Linked DNA regions of Macaca mulatta: region 2 is linked to region 1. Evidence: chromatin contacts called from public Hi-C data. All regions are on one chromosome and are shown on one strand. The core of a region is the stretch at or near the end of the contact, and the rest is flanking DNA. Distances in the headings are between cores, read along the strand shown.

Region 1 (6,658 bases), core at 1,346-3,845:
CTTGACTGGTGCGTGGGGCACCCCTGGTGAGTTTCCTGAGGAGTTCTGCTAGCACCTCAGTCAGCTCTCCAGCAAATTTAGCAGCAACCCCACAGGCAGGTTTTCACCAAACACTGCTGAAGCCCCAGATGGTGGCCCAGTGTGTCTCATAAATGCTCCAGCAGCTGGCTCCCCTGAGTTTCAGTAACATACCACGGGTGAAGTCCTAGTGAGTGCCTGCGCCTCAGACAGCAGCTTCTCAGTGAGTGTTGTCAGCCCCCACCCCGCTGCCCCCACCGGTGCACGGGTTTCTTGCATGCCAGCCTGGCCTGAAGTACTACAACAAACTTCTTTGCCATCCTGCGGGCTCTAGCCACACCATCTCCAACGGTGTCTGAGTCTCATCCCTGGGGAGACCCTTTTCCAAGTTGGTTCCTTCCTTGGGTTCTCTGCTTCAGCCCTAGAGCTAATGCCTGCCACCTATATCCACGATTCCTGGTTTTTGTTTATTTATTGTTTTTGAGACGGAATCTCACTCTATCGCCCAGGCTGGAATGCAGTGGCGTGATCTCAGGTCACTGCAACCTCTGCCTCTCGGGTTCAAGTGATTCTCCTGCCTCAGCCTCCAGAGTAGCTGGGATCACAGGCGTGTGCCACCACACCCGGCTCATTTTTGTATTTTTAGTAGAGACAGGGTTTTGCCATGTTGGCCAGGCTGGCTTGTATTTTTTTTACTGTGGTAAAACATACGTAACATTTATCATTTTAACCATTTTTAAGTGTACAATTCATGGACGGTAGATACAGTCACAATGTTTTGCAGCCATTGCCACTATCTATTTCCAAAACTTTTCTATCATTCCAAGGTGAAACTCTATACCCATTGTAATAGTCTGTTCTCACACTGCTACGAAGATACTACCTGAGACTGGGTAACTGATGAAGAAAAGAGGTTTGATTGATTCACAGTTCTGCGTGCCGGAGGAGGCCTCAGGAAACACGTTCATGGTGGAAGGCAAAGGGGAAGCAAGGCAGATCTTCTCTTCACAAAGTGGCAGGAGAGGGAGAAAAAGAGAGAAGAGAGCCACACACTTTTAAACCATCAAATCTCATGAGAACTCACTCACTATCATGAGAATCACCTCTATGATCCAATCATCTCCCATCAGGTCCCTCCCTTGACATGGGATTACAATTTGAGATGAGATTTGGGTGGGGACCCAGAGCCAAACCTTATCACCCATTAAACAATAACTTCCCATTCTCCCCTTCCTCCAGCTTCTGAAAACCTCCATTCTACTTTCTGTCTCTATGAATCGACTATTCGTGGTACATTGTATAAATGGCACCATATAATATTTGCCCTTTTGAGTCTGGCTTATTTCATTTCGTACATAATGTCTTCAAGGTTTATCCATGTGGAGCATTTATCAGAATTTCATTCCATTTTATGGCAGAATCACATTTCATTTTGTTTATCCATTCACCTGTTTCAGTAACCTTTAGACTTCTTTTTATCCCTTAGTGGCTAACCCCCTATTATTAGTTCATGATTATTTATATTACACTTTCCCTGTTGACATTGTATAGCTCCTGTCTCCTGCCTGATACATCTGTCTTAGGAAACTGCCTTTCCATCCCTGTGACTGACGGGGCCAATCATGGAACCTCATTTCCCTCACCATATATAGGATTGGCCCATCACTCTGATAATAGTGATGGGTCCCAGGATAGGCACAAAACCAACCAGCAGCAATCCCATGCCTTCCCCAGGATGGAAAGATGAGTACTGGGAAAAAGCTTTTCACTGGGATTGCCACACTGGTGTTCTTGAGGCCACATCCCCAGATACATATAGGGTCTCATCTTGTGGTAGGAGAAATTGAGGACAACAGACAAACAGCAATAGAGATGAAAGTGAAAAATGGAGACGTTTCTCATATACCTGGAGAAAGTGCAGCATGAGAAGAAGGTTAAAATTTAAGGAAGTGAGAGCACAAATAAGAGAGTGAGAAAGAGCAGCTGGATGTGCAGAGGACACATCAGGAGATAGCAGGTCATGATACCATGAAAATCAGGCTGTAAAGGGAGCATTTTCCAAAAGAAGGAATGAGTAAAAGTAGGCTGCAAAATGCCACTGGCTTGGGCACCAGGTTGTCGTTGACCTTGGTGACAGCAGAGGCAGCAGAGGCAGCATGGCCTGGCCTCGGTGCCTCTCCACGGCCATCTCCGGCACCCCGGAGACACCATCCTCTGGCCATACTTGCCATTCTGCGGAGCTGCCACAGCCCTCAAGCTTCTCCATTTTCCTTGACCCATCCCCGTTTGTCCTCTTGACCAATTCTGACGGATTCTCCAAAATTCAGCTCAACCTTAGATCTCCAGGTTAGTTTTTCACTCCCAAAGAGGAGGAGATGCTCCCCAGCCCTTTGTGTGTCCCGTCCTTTGATGGCGTGTGATTACACTGTTTACTGTGCATGTCTGCCTCCTCCTCCAGTCTGAGAGCTCCTTAAAACAGGGACTTTGCCTTATGCATCTTTGTATTCTAAGCACTCAGCCCAAGGCCTGGCTCTGAAATGAGCTCAGTGCACATTAATGGATCAACGCCTGGAGGGAGGCACTCGCTGATCTGATCCTTTTTTAGAAAAACAGGATCTGGTTGCCATGGCGCTGAAAGAGCGCTTTCTGTACCTGCTGTTTTCAGGATGAGCAAATCACTTTCAGCTGACCACACTGTGGCATCTGGCCAGCAGGATCTGCAGAATCCAGCACAATGGATGCCGAGCCAACCCTGAGATGGAAGAGACACCTTTCCTCCTTCCGAGCAGGTAAACTATTGAGTAACATCAAAGAATTTCATTTTTTCTACCCCTGAAAGATTTAAAGGTCTCCTCTTCTGTCAATATGCCCCTAGCTCTCCTGCCAGTTTTCTCTCGCCTCCTGCACAGTTTTTCTGTCTCCTTACTGCTGCTACTCTAAGATAGGGCTTTAGCCTATAGGCCAAATCTGGCCCACCACCTGTTTTTGCAAATAAAGTTTTATTGGAAGACAGCCATACCCATTTGTTTACATTTTGTCTATGGCTGCTTATACTCTACAATGGTAGAGCTGTGGCAGAGATTGCATGCCTGCAAAACAACATATTTACTATCTGGCCCCTTGCAAAAAATAAAAAGTTTTCTGATCTGTATACTAGAGAACGAGCTTCAGCTGATAAGAGATGATAAGGAAATAGTGCAACTCAAAATGGGACAACAAGGGAAAGAGAAAGGAAAAAACAGAATATGTTCCTAGATTGTTGTGTGGGCAATGTATGGGAGATGAAGAATACTACAGTATTTACAAACCAGACAGTAAAAGCTTAAACAAGAAAATAAGAGTAAGAGCCAAGGGAGGCTGAGGTAAGAGGATCGCTTGTGCCCTGGATCGCCTGATTGAGACCAGCCTGGGCAACACAGGGAGACCCCGTTTCTACAAAAAATACAAAAAAATAGCTGGGTATGGTGACACATGCCTGTAGTCCCAGCTACTTGGGAGGCTGAGGTGGGAGGATTTCTTGAGCCCAGGAGGCCAAGGCTTTGGTGAGCTGGGATTGCGCCATTATACTCCAGCCTGGGCAAAGAGCAAGACCCTGTCTTAAAAACAAATTTTAAAAAAAGAGCATTAAAAAAGTGTACATATAAAATAACCACTGGAATAAAATTACAAACCTTTATAAATACAATTTTTAAAGTAAAAAAATACATTGCACAGAGAAAGAAACACAGCAGATATAATACATGATTAATATAAAGTAATGTGGCAGAATGGAAACCCAATATATCAGTAAATATGAGAGGACTCATAAAAAGAAAACGTTTTTAATTTGACTCATCCTCTCAGCCTTCTTGGCTAGAACTCCCCATTCTCTCTTGAACCCATCCAATCAGGCTCCAATTCTCACCACCCCCACAGAAACTCTTGTCAAGATAACCAATGGCTTTTCAAGTTTCTATTGCTCTCTTTCCAGTCCTCATTTTCCCAAGTCTCGCAGCAGCAGTTGACAAAGGTGATCCTGCTCTCCCCATCAAACACTTTTCTTTACTGATTTCTGGGATAGCACTTCTCCCGGTGCAGGGGAAGGAAGGAAGACTTCCTTTCCAGAGACTTCTCAGCATTTTTTGCTGGATTCTCCTCTTCCTGATCTAATCGAAGGTTGGATTCTCCCAGGTCTCCTTCCATGGACCTCTTCTCTTTCCTCTCTTCTCTTTTTCTCATAGTATGTTCCATCATTCCCCTGGCTTTCATGGACAGGCTGATGATCTCCAGATTTGTATCCCAGACCCTGAGGTCTACCCTGAGCTTTAGACTCACAGACCCAACTGTCTACTCAGCTTGGCACTGGCACCCATCCTGCTGGATTCTGCAGATCCTGCTACACAGATGCCACAGTGTGGTCTGTTTGGGTATAGACTAGACTTCTCAAACCTAGTGTATTCAAAGCTAAATTCCTGATTTGTCATTCCTGCTTTGTTTCCTCTATAGTCTTCCCCATCTCAGGAAGCAGCAGCACCATTCACCTCGTTGCTTGGTTGAACAGGGGGAGTCATCCGTGACCCCTCTCTCTCTCATAGTTTCTCAGTAAGTCCTGTTGGCTCTGGCCTGGCACAGTGGCTCACGCCTGTAATTCCAACGCTTTGGAAGGCCAGGGCAGGCAGATGTCTTGAGCCCAGGAGTTCAAGACCAGCCTGGGTAACACGGTGAGACCCATGTCTCTATAAATACAAAACTTAGCTGGGCATGGTGGCGTGCACCTGTAGTCCCAGGTGCTTGGGAGGCTGAGAGGTGGGAGGATACCTTGATCCAGGAGGTCAAGGCTGCAGTGAGCCGTGATTGCACCACTGCACTACAGCCTGGGCAACAAGCGAGACCCGGTCTGGGGAAAAAAAAAAAACAAGTCTGTTAGCTCTAACTTGATCACTCTTTAATCTGCCCCACCAAGATCTCTGAGGGCCGAGCCACCCTCCTGTCTGGTCTGGGCTACTCCTGTAGCCTCCTAACTGGCTGCCCTCGCCTCTACGTCTGCCCCCTGCTTTTTTCCTCCACACCTCCGCCAGCAGGATGACTATAAAATGCAGGTCAGATCACACCACCCCTGCTCAAAACCCTCCAACTGCTTCCCATCCACACTTACAGGAAAATCCAAAGAACTCAATGTGACTTACACAGCCCTATGTATTCTGGCCCCTACCTCTCTCTCCAGCCTCATTTCCTACTTTTCCCTCTCCTTCACCACATTCCAGAGGCCCTGGCTTCTCTCCTGTTTCCAGGACATGCCAAACACAGTCCTGTCTTAGGGCATTTCGCTGTCTGGAAGAGCCTTGCCTAAGCCTCAGTAAGGTTCTGTTCTCACTGCATTCAGCTCTCTGCTCTTCTGAGGGGTCCTCATAACAATCACGTACAAAACAGCACCACTTCACTCGCTGCACTCAGACATTGCTTCACGTTTCCATAGTGCTCATCACCACTTGACAGTACTTTGTATTAAACAGTTTTGGGTTTTGTTTTTTTTTTTTGAGATGGAGTCTCACTCTGTTGCCCAGGTTGGAGTACAGTGGTGTGATCTCGGTTCTCTGCAACTTCCGCCTCCCGGGTTCAAGCAATTCTCCAGCCTCAGCCTCCCGAGTAGCCGGGACTATAGGTGCCCGCCACCATGCCTGGCTAATTTTTTTGTATTTTTAGTAGAGACGGGGTTTCACCATGTTAGCCAGGATGGTCTCGATCTCCTGACCTCGTGATCTGCATCTTGGCCTCCCAAAGTGCTGGGATTACAGGCGTGAGCCACCGCGCCCGGCCCAGGGTTGTTTTTGAAATGGGGTCTGTCACTCAGGTTGAAGTCCAGTGGCACGACCTTGGCTCACTGCAACCTCTGCCTCCCAGGCTCAAGAGATCCTCCCATCTCAGCCTCCCAAGTAACTGAGACCACAGGCATGTGTCACCACACCCAGTTAATTTCTTATATTTTTGGTAGAGATGGGGTTGTTGTCTAGGCTGGTCTTGAACTCCTGAGCTCAGGCAATCCACCTGCCTTGATCTCCCAAAGTGCTGGGGTTACAGGTGTGAGCCACCATGCCCAGCCTAAACACTTTTATTTGTCTTTCTTTCCTGTAAAATATAAACTCCCTAAAGGTGATGACTTTGTCTTACTCACTACTCTATTCTCAAAATGTGGCACAGTGCCTGAAAAATAGCAAGTGCTCAATAAATAATTGTTGGACGAATGAATGAATGGAGACATGGTTCTATTTTGGCCTGTGATTCAGTGTTTCCAAATTCCTGACAGATTTTAATCTTTGGGAATTAGGAATGAGAAATTAAAATGTATAAGCAGTCCGGGGAATTTCTGAAATCCTAAATTAGGTACAGGTTGCCTCATATATGTTCCTTTCTTTACAAGATGAAACTATTCTGTCTGCTTTACAAAGGACTGTAGGTGGCTGGGAATCGTGGCTCACACCTGTAATCCCAGCACTGTGGGAGACCAAGGCAGGTGTATCACCTGAGGTCAGGAGTTCAAGACCAGCCTGGCCAACATGATGAAACCATGTCTCTACCAAAAATACAAAAATTAGCTGGGCGTGGTAGCACGCGCCTATAATCCCAGCTTCTAGGAGAACCTGCTTGAACCTGGGAGGGGGAG
Region 2 (6,658 bases), core at 2,498-4,997, 250 kb before region 1:
CCTATTTAAAAATAGGTAATTATACATATAGTCCTATTTTGGTAGAGATGAGGTAGTGTACGAACACTTACTTGAAAAAAAGAAAAAAAAAACCCAAAGCCATAACCATCTCTTAAATCCTATAACAAGGGGAAAAGTGGGATGGCAAAACCTTAGCAAAATGTGTAAGGCTAGTGCTGGCTGCAGGACAGCCCTGTACAGAGGCTGTGGTCCCTGACTGAGAGGACTAATGGGTGTCACTATGCAAATTTGCTGGCCCACACATCAAAGGTCTGATCCAGCAGAGTTTTAAAAGAGAAACCAAGAGAGGAAAGAGGAACGCAAAGGAGAGTAAGGGAATACAAAGGGAAGAGGCTCGCCCCAACTAAACTTCAAACTAGACAACAACAAACTGATTGGTTAGGCATTTTTATTGAAAGCCCAGAAGTAGCTTACCTGTTCCAGTGTGGGTTTGTGGCCAATAATTTTGTCAATGCAAAGTGCTTTAACAATACCTAATTTTGCACCCCCAAAGCCTTTGGTCAACCTATCATTGAACAGCATCAGGAGGAATATAGTGTATTTTGAAACCTTCAAATTTGAAACATTTTAAAGAGCTGGGCTCTCGTCTCTTAATAAGGTCATGAAGGCATTAAAACAACAGTTCTGACTGTAGAGGAAAGCGCCATTTAGACCAGTGCTTCTCCAAACAAGAGTCTGAAGTCTGACGGCAGCAACATCACTGCGCAGTTTGTTAGGATGCAAATTCTCCAGGCCCAACCCTGAGCTATGGAATGAGAATCATTGAGGGTGGGGCTCAACAGCCTGTTTTAACAAGGTTTTCCTGTAATCCTTGTGTGTGCTAAAGTTTGCAAAGCACTGATTTAGACTACTGTTTATCCAAGTGCAGATTACAACCCCTTAGGGGGTTATAAAATCAATCCAATAAGCGGTGACCAGCATTTTACAAAAGTGAAGTCAAATAGAAAGCAGAGTGCATTTCTGATAGCATGGGTATTATCTCAAAAATCCGTTGCAGTTCTACATATGCGTATACCTGTGTGTACTCATTTGGATGAAGCAGCACTTTTAATTTTTGAAGAACTGGTAGGTATAATAAAGAAGTGACGGCTGGGCGCAGTGGCTCACGCCTGTAATCCCAGCACTTTGGGAAGCCGAGGTGGGTGGATCACAATTTCTGGAGTTCAAGACCATCCTGGCCAACATGGTGAAGCCCTGTCTCTACTAAAAATACAAAAACATGAGCCGGGCATGATGGCATGTGCCTGTATCCCAGCTACTCCAGAGGCTGAGGCAGGAGAATCGCTTGAACCTGGGAGGCAGAGGTTGCAGTGAGCCCAGATCCCACCACTGCACTCCAGCCTGGCGACAGAGCAAGACTCCATCTCAAAATAAATAAATAAATAAAGAAGCGACACATTTTCAATGAAGGCAGAACTATTTGGTTGACAATAACATACATCGAAAGCTTCATGCTGGTGACTGGAGAGAGATGAGAAAGGTGAGGAGAGAGGAAAGAGGGCCAAGGAAAGAACATAGAAGGCCAGCATTTTATCTCCAGAATCCTTGTGGGGAAAGAAACAAAAAGGCCCACCAGAGAGGAGGTGGAAGGGGCATCCACCGCAAGGGAAATGTCAAGGAGAATAAGAACATAAGTTAATGAGTGACATTCAAGAAATAATCGTTTTAGTACAACTGGTGAAGATATATGTATTCACTCACTCATTCATTCATTCATTCATTCACAAAACATTTTTTGTACCATTGCAAGACCAGACACTATGTTAAACACTGGAGGTCCAGACATGAAGTTTATCATGGAGCCAATTGTGACAAGCAAGATGTGTAATAACAATAACATGATCAGAGCTATGAAGGAGTTATTGTACAGCACTGAGTGGGAACACTGAAGTCAGTCTGTGATGCTGGGATGGGGAAGGAGGTGGCAGGAAACATCTGCAGAGGGCACTTAACCAAAATAATGACCATATCTTTTTTTTTTTTTTTTTTTAGCCCCCCCTAAGCAGGACGTCAAAAAATTTGGTGGTGAACTCACAATTGTTCCTCTCCACGGAAATCTTTAGTAAAAGGCGAAAGATTTAATAATGACCATATCTTTTTTTTGTTTGTTTTTGTTGAGACAGAGTCTCGCTTTGTCGCCCAGACTGGAGTGCAGTGGCCAGATCTCAGCTCACTGCAAGCTCCGCCTCCCGGGTTCACGCCATTCTCTTGCCTCAGCCTCCCGAGTAGCTGGGACTACAGACGCCCGCCACCTTGCCCAGCTAGGTTTTTGTATTTTTTAGTAGAGACGGGGTTTCACCGTGTTAGCCAGGATGGTCTCGATCTCCTGACCTTGTGATCCGCCCGAATAATGACCATATCTTAACATGATATTGCATATAAAGCACTGAGTACCTTTGTTTTTCCATTAAATATGTGTGTTTGTGTACATAGATACACGATGCATGTCTTTATATGTATACATATATTCTCCATTTGTTTAAAAACTTGATTCCCATACCCTAAGAGTGATGAAAATCATTACATAAACGACTTATTGCAAATAGTGAAAAATGGCAAAGTATTTATTTCTGTAGTTTCATAAAACACCACTTGCTATTATTTTCAAGTAGAGACTAGACATTTTCAAAATGGGAGTCTCAGAGCAGGCTATTCCCTGGGTATCCAGACCCCACTCTGCCGTGAAGAGACCACACCAACACCGAGGAATGCACTGAAGAGAATTTTATTACATTCAATTTTAGAGAAGTTATAGGATCTTAAAGATGCAGGTGCCCTAGGATTTAACACAAAAAGTCGGCCAGGTGCGGTAGCTCACACCTGTAATCCCAGCACTTTGGGAGACCGAGGCGGGTGGATCACTTGAGGACAGGAGTTCGAGACCAGTCTGGCCAACATGGTGAAACCCTGTCTCTACTAAAAATACAAAATTAGCCAGGTGTGGTGGCACGCGCCTGTAATCCCAGCTATTCTGGAGGAGGAGGCAGGAGAATTGCTCGAACCCGGGAGGAGGTTGCAGTGAGCCGAGATCGCACCACTGCACTCCAGCCTGGGTGACTGAGCGAGACTCGGTCTCAAAAACAAAAACAAAAACAAACCTGAAGTCCAAAAAAGTAAAATAATTTGCTCACTACACATAATTTAGTTTGGTGTTGGGCCTAGATCTTAGGTTTTGTGAGTCAGGTGCAGCATTCCTGGCACGACGGTTTTTGCCCTACCACGGAAGGTCAAGTTGGATTATCCCGAGTTCTTCCAACTCTGCGCTTCCTCCCAGGTTGGTGTTTCACGAGTGAGTCTAATTCAGATCAAGCTGGCTTTTGAGATTCTGTTTTTTAAATCAGTGTGTAACACCAACACCCACCGAAACCAAATGGCTCTGGGCACAGGACACAGCCATTCACGCCCCCTGCCAGGAAAAGCTGCAGCTGACACAGGCTCCTCCAGCGTCGGCGGGCCACATGCGGGAGGAGGGGCCGCCTTCTGGTTGGCGCCGGGTGTCCGTCCCTCCTATCAGCGTAGGCCCCGCGAGGAAGACACGGGCTCGCCCTGGCTGGCGGGGCGGGGCCAGACACCTGTCCATCACCGAGTCCACGGGTGGCAGCACCTACCACACCGCAGTACCTTGGAGAGGCGGAGCAGGGGCGGGCAGGTCGCGGCCAGGGGAGGCGGAGCAAGGCCGGCAGGAGCCAATCGGCCCGGCGGCGCGAGGGGGCGGGGGCGGGGTCACCGCGCGCGACCCAAACACACGGGCTGGGCGCACCCTGCCGCCGCGCCGCTCCGCGGTCTTCCGGCGCGAGGGCTAGGGCACCTCCTCCCGTCTCGGGCACCCCCACCTTCGCGGCCCAGATCCTCCCGCCAGTCCGGCCCCTCCTTCGCAGGGGGAGCGAGGAGACGGTTGCCGGGAAGCGCGCGCCACCCCTCCCTCCCATTCTTCGTCCTCCCCTCGCGCGCCACCCGTTTTTCCTCTTTCTCCGTTAATAACAGCTGGGTGGCTGGGGGAGGAGGGAAGGTGGCCCCGGCGGAGTCTGGGCCGGCACCTCCCACTCAGCCGCCAGCCGCCGTGGGAGCCGGAGGATGGCGGCGGTAGCAGCGGCCGCCCGAGAGGAGGCGGTGCCGAGGCCCGGGGCGCCGAGCGCGGCGGCAGAGAGCGGCAGCAGCCCGTCGTGGCGCACCAGAACCGAAACCAGCGGCAGCCGCACGGCCACCTGAGCCGCCCGTTCCTGCTGGAGCCAGCGAGGGGTGCCAGCCGCCGGGACCTCTTCCTCTCCGCGTCTCTTCGTCTCCTGCGCCCGCGTCAGGCCGCCGGCCTCACCCACTGCCCCGAGAAGAGCGCGCCGGGCGCCGACTGCCCCTCGGGGCGCCGGGCGGCGGCCCTGGACGTGCGGGGGCCTCTCTGGGCCGGCCGCGGCGCCTCGGCCCTGCCCTCTAGCTCCTGCGCTCTCTCCCGCCCTCCCGGCTCTCGGGGCGCAGCGCGCGGGCCCGGCCCAGGGCAGGGCGGACATGGGCGCCAAGCAGAGCGGCCCGGCCGCCGCTAACGGCCGCACGCGCGCTTACTCGGGCTCGGATCTACCTTCCAGTAGCAGTGGAGGGGCCAATGGGACCGCGGGCGGCGGCGGGGGCGCTCGGGCTGCCGCGGCTGGGAGGTTCCCGGCTCAGGTGCCCAGCGCTCACCAGCCCAGCGCCTCAGGCGGCGCCGCGGCGGCCGCGGCGGCCCCAGCAGCCCCGCGCAGCCGCTCCCTCGGCGGGGCCGTGGGGAGCGTGGCGTCGGGGGCCCGCGCGGCGCAGTCCTCCTTCAGCATCCCGAACAGCAGCAGCGGCCCTTACGGCTCGCAGGACTCGGTGCACAGCAGCCCTGAAGACGGCGGCGGCGGCGGCCGGGACCGGCCGGTGGGCGGGAGCCCCGGCGGGCCGCGCCTGGTGATCGGCTCCTTACCAGCTCACCTCTCGCCGCACATGTTTGGAGGTACGGACCCCTCTCCGCGCGCCCGCGCTCGGTCCTCCCGCGGCTGCACGTGGGTCGTGGCCGCCGGCTATTTTTACCCTTCTCCTTTTCTCCTTCGGCCGGGCAGGTCTCTATCCTGGGAAGAAACCCCCGGCACTTAACTCCTGCGGTGCCGCTATCGCGTAGACGCGTGGTTTGGTTTTTAAACATCGTGAGCACCCTCACCTCAGCGGCTCCCCGGTAGAGAAAGTCTGTTTTCCATAGAGATGACTGGAGCAAATGTTGTTTTACAACAAACAGACGAAACAGCCCTTGTGGTTGTGGCTTTTAGTACCAGGAAGTCAGGAGGAGACCCGTTGCTAAATGTAGTTCTATCTGGGGACTCAGTGGGGAACAGTTTTTAAAGGCCAAAAGTCAAAGGGTCTCGAATGAACGCTGAGTTACCATCTTTGGACTGACTTTTAATATAAAGCTATAATCCTTAAATCTGTGTCAGTCCCACTTACTATGTCACTCTAGTTGTATGAATGCGTTAATGAAAAGTTTGTTTTTAAACCTCACTAAACCGCTACTTAAGGTCACAGTTAATGTGAGTCCTGCTTAATTTGGAAAACATTTAGAAAATGGAAAAATTTCCTAAGGAAGTAAAAATTTTGCAAATCAGCCTACTAGGTTCTTTTGAAGAGCAGTGTTGACTAGAGTTAAGGAAAAGTCAGTTGTGAAAAATGGGCATTTTTAATAGCAAAAGATGGCTTTACTATAGAAACAGGAGGAAGGGTGCATTGTCCTGGGAAAAGTGAATTCTTCTTCAGTTGTGTTTTATGCTGATCTACTTTATTGCAAAACGCTAATAGTAAATGAATCAAGACCACCTCCCCTCCCCGATTTATGAAAATAAATAGAAGTATAGAAGATAAGCATTCCCATTTCATCGCATTATGCATCTGATATTAGAAGAATTCGCAGCTGAGCACAGATTAGCAGCGAAAACAGCATCCCCTACATTTTTGTGCCTCTTTTACTCATGTGTTTGTAAACGTAGGAACTTTGAGTGGAGACTTAGTAAAGTGGAATACGTAGTAAATGCATTCCGTTCAGAGCAAGGGACAAACAGTTGAGCTCCATGCTTCCTAGTAAATGAGTAAATTTATCTCTTCTAATGTTCTGTACTATCAGCATATACGCCAGCATAAATTAAAAATAAGAATGTCATGTTTAATTTTTCCCATCTTTTAGTAACGCTTTGCACATTCAATATGGAATGATGCTTGACTTTTAATTAGCTACCTTGTTTTAAAGTAATTTTTGCTGCTTAAAAATATGCATCCCTCTTAAAATTGGGCCATTTTAAAAAGTCATTTGCTTTTGAGTAAAGGAACTCTACTGGTGTCCTTAAAGTGATTTGATCACAACTAACCTACCAGTTGAAGTTGCTGTAGTCCACATTGAAGAATATAAAAGGCAGTTTCTGAGAATTGGTGATTAGTGTGAGATTGAAGAGCAAACTGGTTTTTAATATTTATATTTTTAAAGTGAAAATTTGCATTTAGCAGTTATCAGAAGGTGAATATTTAAGTTTGCTAAAGAAGGGTGAATAGGAAAAGCCTTGTCAAGTTAATAGTTAATATTTATTTAATATGCTGATTATTAAAAATTCATTTTCTAAGAGCTGATAATTCCCTTTGAGAAACATTA

Evidence for each region. Hi-C and Micro-C count contacts between places; a contact is called where the count stands out from the background.
Region 2: a contact with region 1 is called in a Hi-C map of fetal cortex germinal zone, with 3 times the contacts expected there. The contact joins the promoter of ZNRF2 here to the enhancer-like site in region 1. A contact is called at or near these places in 4 of 14 Hi-C or Micro-C datasets (cortical neurons, fetal cortex germinal zone, fetal cortical plate and 1 more).

What each region holds. Positions count from the first base shown.
Region 1 is chr3:97,821,603-97,828,260 of T2T-MMU8v2.0, reverse strand. No RefSeq gene overlaps it. Among named protein-coding and RNA genes, the nearest start is that of GARS1, 39 kb to the right of the region's middle. Within about 2 kb of position 2,595, at least 12 of the 40 cell types and tissues checked have an H3K27ac peak or open chromatin away from gene starts, as enhancers often do. A contact at or near this core is called in fetal cortex germinal zone and fetal cortical plate, where this site is marked.
Region 2 is chr3:98,073,357-98,080,014 of T2T-MMU8v2.0, reverse strand. ZNRF2 (zinc and ring finger 2) reads left to right here and starts at 3,747. Exons shown (of 5, transcript XM_002803334.4): 1 at 3,747-4,984. The coding sequence starts at 4,522. It also overlaps the pseudogene LOC114677317.